Linked DNA regions of Arachis hypogaea: region 1 is linked to region 2. Evidence: chromatin contacts called from public Hi-C data. All regions are on one chromosome and are shown on one strand. Each heading gives the region's core, a stretch centred on a gene start, on an enhancer-like site or on the middle of the called end of the contact. The rest is flanking DNA. Distances are from core to core; before and after follow the strand shown.

Evidence for each region. A called contact is a pair of places that touch in the nucleus more often than the background predicts.
Region 1: a Hi-C map of an unstated tissue shows a contact between it and region 2, with 4 times the contacts expected there. The contact joins the promoter of LOC112711277 here to the promoter of LOC112711274 in region 2. A contact is called at or near these places in 2 of 8 Hi-C or Micro-C datasets (leaf and an unstated tissue).

Annotation. Positions count from the first base shown.
Region 1 is chr9:96,434,064-96,438,594 of arahy.Tifrunner.gnm2.J5K5, forward strand. LOC112711277 (low affinity inorganic phosphate transporter 1) reads right to left here and starts at 3,023. Exons shown (of 2, transcript XM_025763888.3): 1 at 2,579-3,023; 2 at 1-1,440. The coding sequence starts at 1,392.
Region 2 is chr9:96,164,048-96,168,594 of arahy.Tifrunner.gnm2.J5K5, forward strand. LOC112711274 (protein SIEVE ELEMENT OCCLUSION B) reads right to left here and starts at 2,076. Exons shown (of 7, transcript XM_025763884.3): 1 at 1,051-2,076; 2 at 825-917; 3 at 146-591; 4 at 1-61. The coding sequence starts at 1,275. LOC112709340 (protein SIEVE ELEMENT OCCLUSION B) reads right to left here. Exons shown (of 7, transcript XM_025761231.2): 6 at 4,470-4,547; 7 at 3,234-4,069. The coding sequence ends at 3,476.

The sequences.
Region 1 (4,531 bases), core at 1,773-4,272, 270 kb after region 2:
AGCATACAAGAATCCGAATGCACCTACAATGGCTCCAGCTTTACCTGCAGCTGCTGAGATTCCATGACAAGTAGACCTCAATCTTGCTGGGAAAATCTCGGCTGGGACAACAAATGTGGTTGCGTTGGGACCAAAGTTTGAGAAGAAGAAGGTCAGTGAGTACATCACTACAAACCCAATTCTGTTCTCTTTCTTAGTCCAGTGATCATATGGTATGGCGAGTGCGAACATGAAGATTGTCATGAAGATGAAACCCATCAATTGGATGGCAAACCGTCCCATGTAATCGATGAAGGCCACTGTAAACCAGTACCCTGGTACAGTACTGCATAGTGCAATGAGTGTTTGTGCTCTTGCAATTCTATAAACCTCATGGATTGCGTTCATATTTTGGGAAGGTGGGATCCATCCAATGGCACTGAAAATGTCCTTCTGGAAAAGATTCTGACTGTAGAAAGCAATGTCCAACAAGAACCAAGTGGTTGTGGTTCCCAACAAGTGCAAGCCGTGGCGCTTGGCAAATTCCTTGCTGAACAAGCCAAACTTTTGGCCTTGACTCTCTGTAATTTCTTTCACCTTCTCCTCCTCAGCTTCAAGATCAACTTGTAGCACCTTGGACATGTCCGAGGCGGCTTGTTTAGCATTCTTGGCAACAAGAGCTGTGTAACGAGCCGTCTCGGGCATCTTCATACGCCAGTAGTAAGTCAGAGCAGCCGGCACAGCACCAAACATCAAGATGATGCGCCAAACATAATCAAATGCAGGAAGCACCAATGATGCTTGTGGATTTTCTTTATAAGTAGGGACCTTGTAGTGATGGTCAAATGAAGATGAGACAATCAAGGCCACAATTCCACCAGCAAGGATCCCAAATCCTTGCATAGCAAACACTGCAGCAATGAAGGCTCCTCTTGTCTTCTTATTGGCATACTCAGACATGATTGTAGCCGAAAGAGGGTAGTCGCCACCAATCCCAAAGCCAAGCCAGAACCTGAAGAAACAAAGGGTTGCTATAACACCCTTCGCGCTGGATCCAAAAGAGAGGCCAGAGGCAATGGAACAAACCACCATGAGCATGAGGGTTAGTCCATAGACCCTCTTCCTTCCCATCTTGTCACCAAGCCAACCAAAGAAAAGCTGGCCTGCTAGAGTGCCGCATAGCGCGACACCTGTCACAGCAGCTTGCACATTTGGAGGCAGAACACCAGGCTTTGGATCTTTTATATCTGTGTAGTATATCCTCCCAAGCAACTTGGTGACAAGGGAGATGCAGAAAAGATCATAGGCATCTGTGAAAAATCCCATGCCAGCAATCACAATTGCTGTGAAATGGTACCACTGTGTCTTTGCAACATCGAGTGCATTCAGCACTCCTAATTGTTGCCCTGCCATCTCTAATTCTGATTCTGGATACTCTCCAAAATGTAATTACAAAGTTTCCTGCAGAAGAGAGAAAAATGATGCAAGTTTAATTTTCTTTTAGACACTTTATCAAACAGGTTATATGCAAGAATTACATGTTATAGTGTTGGTTAAAAAAATGAAGCTGATGTAGATCATTCATCACTCTTATGCTGATGCAATGAATTGGTAAACTACCCTTCACTTTGGTATTAAAAAACAAAATATAATCATAAATTGGGAGAGAAAAGGGTATATTATATTATTCATAGTCAACAGCAGCACAAAGTTGAAAAGTCTAAAATGATATTTTGCAAAGCCGGTCCCATACATGTTCACAAAAAAGGTTCCAAGTTTCCAACCACTTTTAGAAAAACAGGTGGCATTCAAGTCAACTTGAGTATACACCATGAAAACGAAAACTTCCTAGCAGGCAATTAAGAGAGTAATAACATTTTCCTCAATTCTATGACCTCACAAAAATAAAAATTCCTCTCTTCTTGTCCCTACCAAATCCATAAGAAAACAAAAACAATAAAGAGAGAAAAACTGAGAGAGGGCCAATTTTGCAGATAAGGAATATGAATCTAATGAGTGACCTATATTGAACAGACTAACAACATCAGAAGCATGAGGAAGCTGAAAAAATAATCCAGAAATTGAATATTGTAAAGGGCACATGAAGGTATAGGAAATCATCCTATATAGAAAAGCAAGAACATTGTTTCCCTCTATTTTGTTATGGAAAGTTATATTCTGGCCTCAAATATGAAAACAGTTTGTGTTAAACACAATAATCAAGTGCAGAAATTAGAGTCCCTTGGAGCATAATAAAAAAAAACAGTTGGTTGATTTTCAATGGTGGAAAAAGGTGAAATGATATATTATAATAAAATCTAGAAACAAGTGCTTCACTTTTAGTGCTAAAAAAGTGGGCCTCCCATTAATACTACTTACCAATCAGAAAAAGGCCGCACCTTTACACATATAGAGAGAGAAGGGAAGGTTAGAAAGATTACCTCCAATTCTTGTCTAAAATTGTGCTGAAGGAGCAGAGAGTAAGAGAGTAGAGAGAAGCATAAGCTGATAAGTTAAGCCTAGCTATGTTGGGGATGGAAGAGGTTTTGAAGGAAACTAATAATATATATAGAGAGATAAGATAAGAGGAGAGACATACACTCCCAGCAGAGTCCAGAATCAACGCTGGTATCTCAAGTATATGCTTCATTTTCTCACGCGACTTTTTATTTTGAGTTCACATTATTTGTGTTGAAGTCAACGCTCTCACAAATTGCTTCCTTGCTTCCTTCATGTGTTTCTTTCTTCCCCCTCTTTACAACCCTCTGTTTTTGTTTTTGTTCTATCAAGTAATCAAGTTGCATAAACTAGCAACACTTTTTTATTTCTTTCCTACGGCATATCCACGTCATTTAATTACTCATTATTGTTAATTATTGATTACTAATTAAGCATTAAGCAGAGGAACATTACACATGCAAGGGAATGGCTCTATTCCTATCTGTAAGGTGTTGATCTTGGCATCTCATTGGTTTTAGCAAATGCCTCAGACAGCTATGGATCTTCGTTCATTTAATGTTGCAAGCAATTTCTTTTCTTTTCTTTAATAGGTAACGCGGTAACGTATTTACGAGCAGTAATGGGTGACCATATTGAGTATTGACCAACGCTATCCATTCATAAGTTTTTACTTAAGTTGTAAATAACTAATTATTTTAATAATTTTATTTTTAATTTTTATTTATATATTTAATACATAAAAAAATTTAATAAGAGCATTAGTACTTAATAATATACCAATATATTTAAAGAGTTACTATTTAGGTTATGAAAAATTTTAAAGATTTTTTATTAAATAATACGCTATATATGCTTAAATAATCTTGATACATGCATTGTTTAATGCTTATTGAGAATCAAATTGAATTCTAAAATAATATTTTAGAAGTTAGATCTTCTAAAATAAATAAATTAATAATGTGATAAAGTAAAAATTTAATTATTATTAATTTTATAATTTTTATAAAATATATATGTTATTATTTTAGTTTACGAATAATTTATTTTTTATTTACTATTTGATTTAATATTTTATATGTAGAGGATGAGTATGTGCATATGTATATATACCGTAAGCCCGTAACGGCGCTACTGCGGGTATCGAAAGCCCATTGGTCAGCCAGCTGGCATTCCTACTCCAAGTCAACCCTTCCATTTAAATATTCAACCCTTTGCACTGTCCTCAACGCCATCTTTCTCAGTTTGTTGTGTCTTCGATTCTTTCTCCATTTTCTTAATCAAATTGCTGCTCATCAATCATCATTAAGCTTGAAAATTATATTCACTTTTTTTATTCTAACGACTTTTCTAAGGTAACTTTTTCGGATATAATAATGGTCAAGCTAATAGTTTTAGAATGCTAAATTTCACTAGCTAGCTAGGATATATTAAACATTTGTTAAACATTATTATGTAAGTTTAGACAATTGGAATAGAAGGAGGATGACAACATTGTGTTTCCAACTCATTTTTTCTACAATTTTTGTTTAGATAAATTCTAAATTTAAAATAGCAAAAATATTTCTGAATAAAATTATAATTCGATCATATCGTTTGATTAAAATTTTCACTAATACGGCTTTTAAGTTGACCAAAGAAATATTTACATAATAATTATCAAAATGACTTAAATCTAATGTAACAAGAATGAAAATAAAAACAATTATATTAAGTGTTTATTAAAATTAACCATTAAAATTATTTACTGAGATAACATATATATTAATATTAAAATATAAAATATTTATTAAAAATAAATTAAACTATATATATATATACATAAATATATAATTTATTTTAATATGTAAATAATATTTTTAAAATAAAAAATAATACAGAATAAAACGAAACTGAAAAATAAACTTAGTCTACACAATGATTTTTAAGTTATTTTCTTTTGCTGAAAAAACATGAGAAGCTAAGGAATAAAATATCATGAGCAAAAAAACTATTAAGCATTGAAAATGATGTGAAATAAACGAAGTAGCTTAGTAATCGACTTATATTTTTTCTAAAGTACCTTTTCCTTTTAATTCAAATAAGTAATATGTTA
Region 2 (4,547 bases), core at 826-3,325:
CAGTTTGCTGAGTACCACGTTGATCTTTTGACCATAATGGTATAATTCCTGTTTCTCCTCCCTGAAATCAACCAACAATTTTGTTTCTGTTGATGACAAAATATATATGTGTAACCAGTAATTAGTGGAAGAATTTTTAACTTACGAATCAGTTGTGAGACATTCAATCTGAGTGACGATAGTAACAAGAGTGATGATACACCAATACACATCCACTGGGATATGCTCCCTAGCAGGAAGCAAAGCTGGCACATCTTTAGTGTCATAAGAAGAGAGCTTCTCCAACTCAACTATCAACTCAATCACTTGCAATGTCGCTTTCACCAGATTGTTGACCTCAGTGATGGCTTCACGGTGCTTGTGCAAATTCGCAGGCCGTATGAGCAGTGGAACTCTCTTCATCACTGCCACTGATTTCGCCAAAACATCTGTTTGTAGATGCTGAGATAGCAGCCAGAAATCACCATATTCAACTGCCAAAGCAGCAAGTGTGAGCACTGCTTTCGCATCCCATTCGTAGTGTGAGAGCTTATGGAGAATGGCCACTGCAGTTTCGTGAGCAGTTTCCTCACCGGGAGCCTTGCAACACATCTGCCACGTCATATAACTATTCATGTAATTGCTTTTGTAAGTTTAAAAAAAGAAAATATATCCAAAAAATTTATGTCAATTCAAAAGAGATCTTGTGTGAAATAAAATATTATAGATATAACTATAAATTTTGTAGAAAAATAGTTTTATGATATATATAAATATAAATAAGAGTAAGTGACTTTGTCGATTCAACATCCAATTAAAGAAAAAAAAATTAAGTGAATTATTACCTCAAATGAAATTTGCTTGAGTGTGCAATAAGGTGAATTGAAATTGGGTTGGAGAATCTTTTCATCAATGTCCTCCATGCTTGATTTGGAACCCTGCCAGAGGATTTATCTCAAGTGGATATACATATATTATATATAGGACAATCAAAGAACGTAGCATAAAATAAACGGAAACATTGGGAAATAGATAATGAAATCTAATTAGAAAGAAGAAAATATAATGAACCTGCACAAGGTCGTCCACAATGGAGGTTGAACGGATAAGGGTATTGTGGACAAGAGTGAAGAGAGGATCGATCTCAAACTTAGTGTCACTATGAACATGAGTTGAGTAGATTAGTTCCAAGATGTGCTCGTCCGACATGGCTAATGGATTATGCTCCTTCTCCTCTTTGTGATTGTGATGATGGAGTAGAGACTTCAGTGACAGCTTATGATGATGATGAGCCATTATGGTCCTCCTTATCTTGATTGATTTGTTGCTGCACCCTGCTTATACTTGATGATTGTACTCCCTTATTAGCTTATTTATAGCATGAAAGATATGCTTGAGCAAGGTAACAAAGCTTTAGAAAGATATTTTGATTTCATTTATTAATTAGTAAAATGATATTATTAATTCATTCAAACATTCTTGATTGATTTTTTTTCATTATCTTTAATTCAAAGTCATTTGTTAAAAACTTTACTTTTGGCTTTTGGAAAAGAAATTCTGTGGATCAACTTATTTGGAGAAAAATCTTCAATCAATTACTTAAGTAAATATTACAAAAATAAGTATAATTCAATTTTCAAAAAAAATAAATTCACAGACATTCAATTGTGTATTGATGCATGCAAAATTTTAGATAGCCAATACTTTTTTTCTATTTTTGTTTTACATTTGAATTAATTCTAGCTAATTCTCTTCTTTATAACTAGAAGTGTAGACTCTTAATATTTTCAGATAATGAGTTTAAATGTTGTTAATGTTATATATTTATGGTAAACTTCAACTCTGAGACTTGATCTCAACAACAATAACATTCAATAAAATAAAATAAATGTATGAAACTGCCCCAATACGAAGCACATAAGAAACGTATAACAAAGAAGTTTAATGGAATTCTGAAGTCATTGATGACCAAGCATTAGTAAAAAAATAGGCTTTGCTAATTGCAATTATCTTATTTTATTTATTGTTTTCCTATTTTTTGAGGCCGCATAAACCAGGAATTTCTTGGGGTAGGTTTCAAGTGGGTTGCGATCAAATTTTTAGGAAATTATGATTATCAGTGATTATATAGGCTGTCATTGCTAGTTTATGTGTTTGGCTTAGTTTCCTTTTTCTTGTCTTTTGTGGTCTCTTAACGTATGTTCTTGTGTCATTACTCGTTTGTTTGAAAATTTTAGACCATTTTAAATGGTACTATGCTGAAGATTCAAGAACGAGGATTTTGAAAGAAGGCTCTAGCAGCCTTACTTTTTTATGAAATCATCAAAGCTAATGTATTAGGTAGCAGAGGAATGGAATAATACTCTTGGAAAGATCTGAATGATAATATAAGTTGCATGCATCACAAAACGGAAAATACTTAACTAATAAGTGGACAGATTATAATCTCTTACATTATATATTCACTCTTAATTACTACGTATATATGAAGTCACAAATCTATATTTGACACACTAATAAACAATGTCACAAGTCACAACGCCTATTTATAGACTATATAAATCGGTGAAATTACCTACTTCCATCCCCTGGTTTACAAATTACAATGTCTTGTGGAGTAGTCTTAGCTTATGTCCTTGGCTTTATGTGCCTGGCTTGTATCTTCTAGCTTATCTTGCATCTAAGACCTCCGCATAATAAATATATATCTACACTTGCTCCACTACCACGGTAAATAAATAAACAAAAGTTGGTTGAATCTTCATGCATGTGCAAAGGAAATTTTATTAGTTACTGTCTTGTGACTATTCATGGGTTCATTATTTATGAATCCTTTTTCCAGAGCCTCCTTAAGCTGATTCCAGCAGCAGAGGCGAGACCAAGCAATCTTTTCTTTCTGAAACACAATAATTTTATGAAATTAAAAAAGCTATGACACAAAAGTAAATGAAGTACTGTTTCTTATTAGGATCTTGATTTGTAGACACACATCTCATAACAGTATAATTAATGATATGAAAAAAACAAGGTAATGTCTACTTTATGTAATAGAAAAATTTTTAAATATTCTATAGTTTTAGGTATTATGATTGAGATTAATGACTAAAAATACTAGAATACTTAAAATTATGATATGCTTGAAATACTTCCTATGTAATATATAATGTGTATGGCAAAGAATTTATCGTAAAAATTTTTATTCATAAAAACAAATTTATTATTTTCAAGACTTAAAATATAAATTCTAATACACATTTATTAAACAAAAGGCTGAATTAACAGCAAATAAGTACCTATTAAAATATAGTATAAAGATATTTGCAACTTTAGTGTAGTAAGATAAAGATCAACCTTAATTCAATTCAGTTCCAACACTCAAGATAAGCAGCAACGTACAGAATACATTGAAAAAACACACAATTGCTCTTATTTTAAAGGACACACTAGGAACAATTTCCCTCAGAGTTGCATCTCATAATTAAGAAAATGAAAGTTTCTAATGTGCATCATTACTACTACTGATAACAACATTATTATTGTCATTGTGGCAGCACTTGTAAGTTATGAAAATGTCCATAATCCTGGGACAGTCAGGGCATTTTATGGCCTCAGGTAACTTGCCAGCAATATTTTGAATCTCAAACTGTGCGCACCTGTGAGTGGAGCGCACAATCCTCTCATGATACTCTCTGAATGAAGTCTCAAACCCCTTCTTCCTCACAACCTCTTTCCACTTGTCAAACTCCGTCACCGTCTTCAGGATTGTGCTTCCGTGGCCGCTCGCCACCACCGACGACCCTTTGCTGAGCAGGGCCCATCCGCTCTCGTACTTGTAACACAGCATTCTCTGCACTTCTTGTTTCGCACTATCAACTGCCTTATGAGCCTTCGTCACAAACAAGCTCTCTATGCGGTTCCAGAAGCGGCTGAACAGGTTCTTGTCTTCCTTTTCCACACAGAAGAGTTCTATGGAAATTCTTAAGTCCTTTATGATAGGATCATTTGCAAGCGCTGCAGCAGTCTTGCTGAATTGTTGGATCCATTCTTTGTCTTTGCCTCCATAGAAGAATATGTATTTCTGCTCTCTGATCTGTTGATTCATTCACAGAGTGATTAGCAATACATTGTCACCAGTATTGATTTCATGACAAATCATAGAGAAAACAGAAAATTAGTCCTAAGGTAGTGATTCCTATATTATTCTTTTTGTTTCTTTTTATATATTATCTGTAAACTAGAAAGAGGCGAATGCTAATGCAGTAATGCACTCCCAAAAAAATAAGGAATATAGAAAGTATCTAAGTCACTGAAATAAAATATATTAAAAAGAGAATTAAGATTTGTTTAACTGACAAAAAATAGAACTCTTCTTACTTGGGAAAAAACGTTGAAAAATAAAGTTAGGAAGGATAATATAGTAGGTTGTTGATATTTATACTATATAAATTATCAATTCTATTCTTGTGACCGATATATAAATATATGCTTACCCAAGTGTCAATGTTGGAGTGAATATCACCAACCACAGGACCAACCCAATGAATTTCATTGTGAATTCTCTCCTCTTC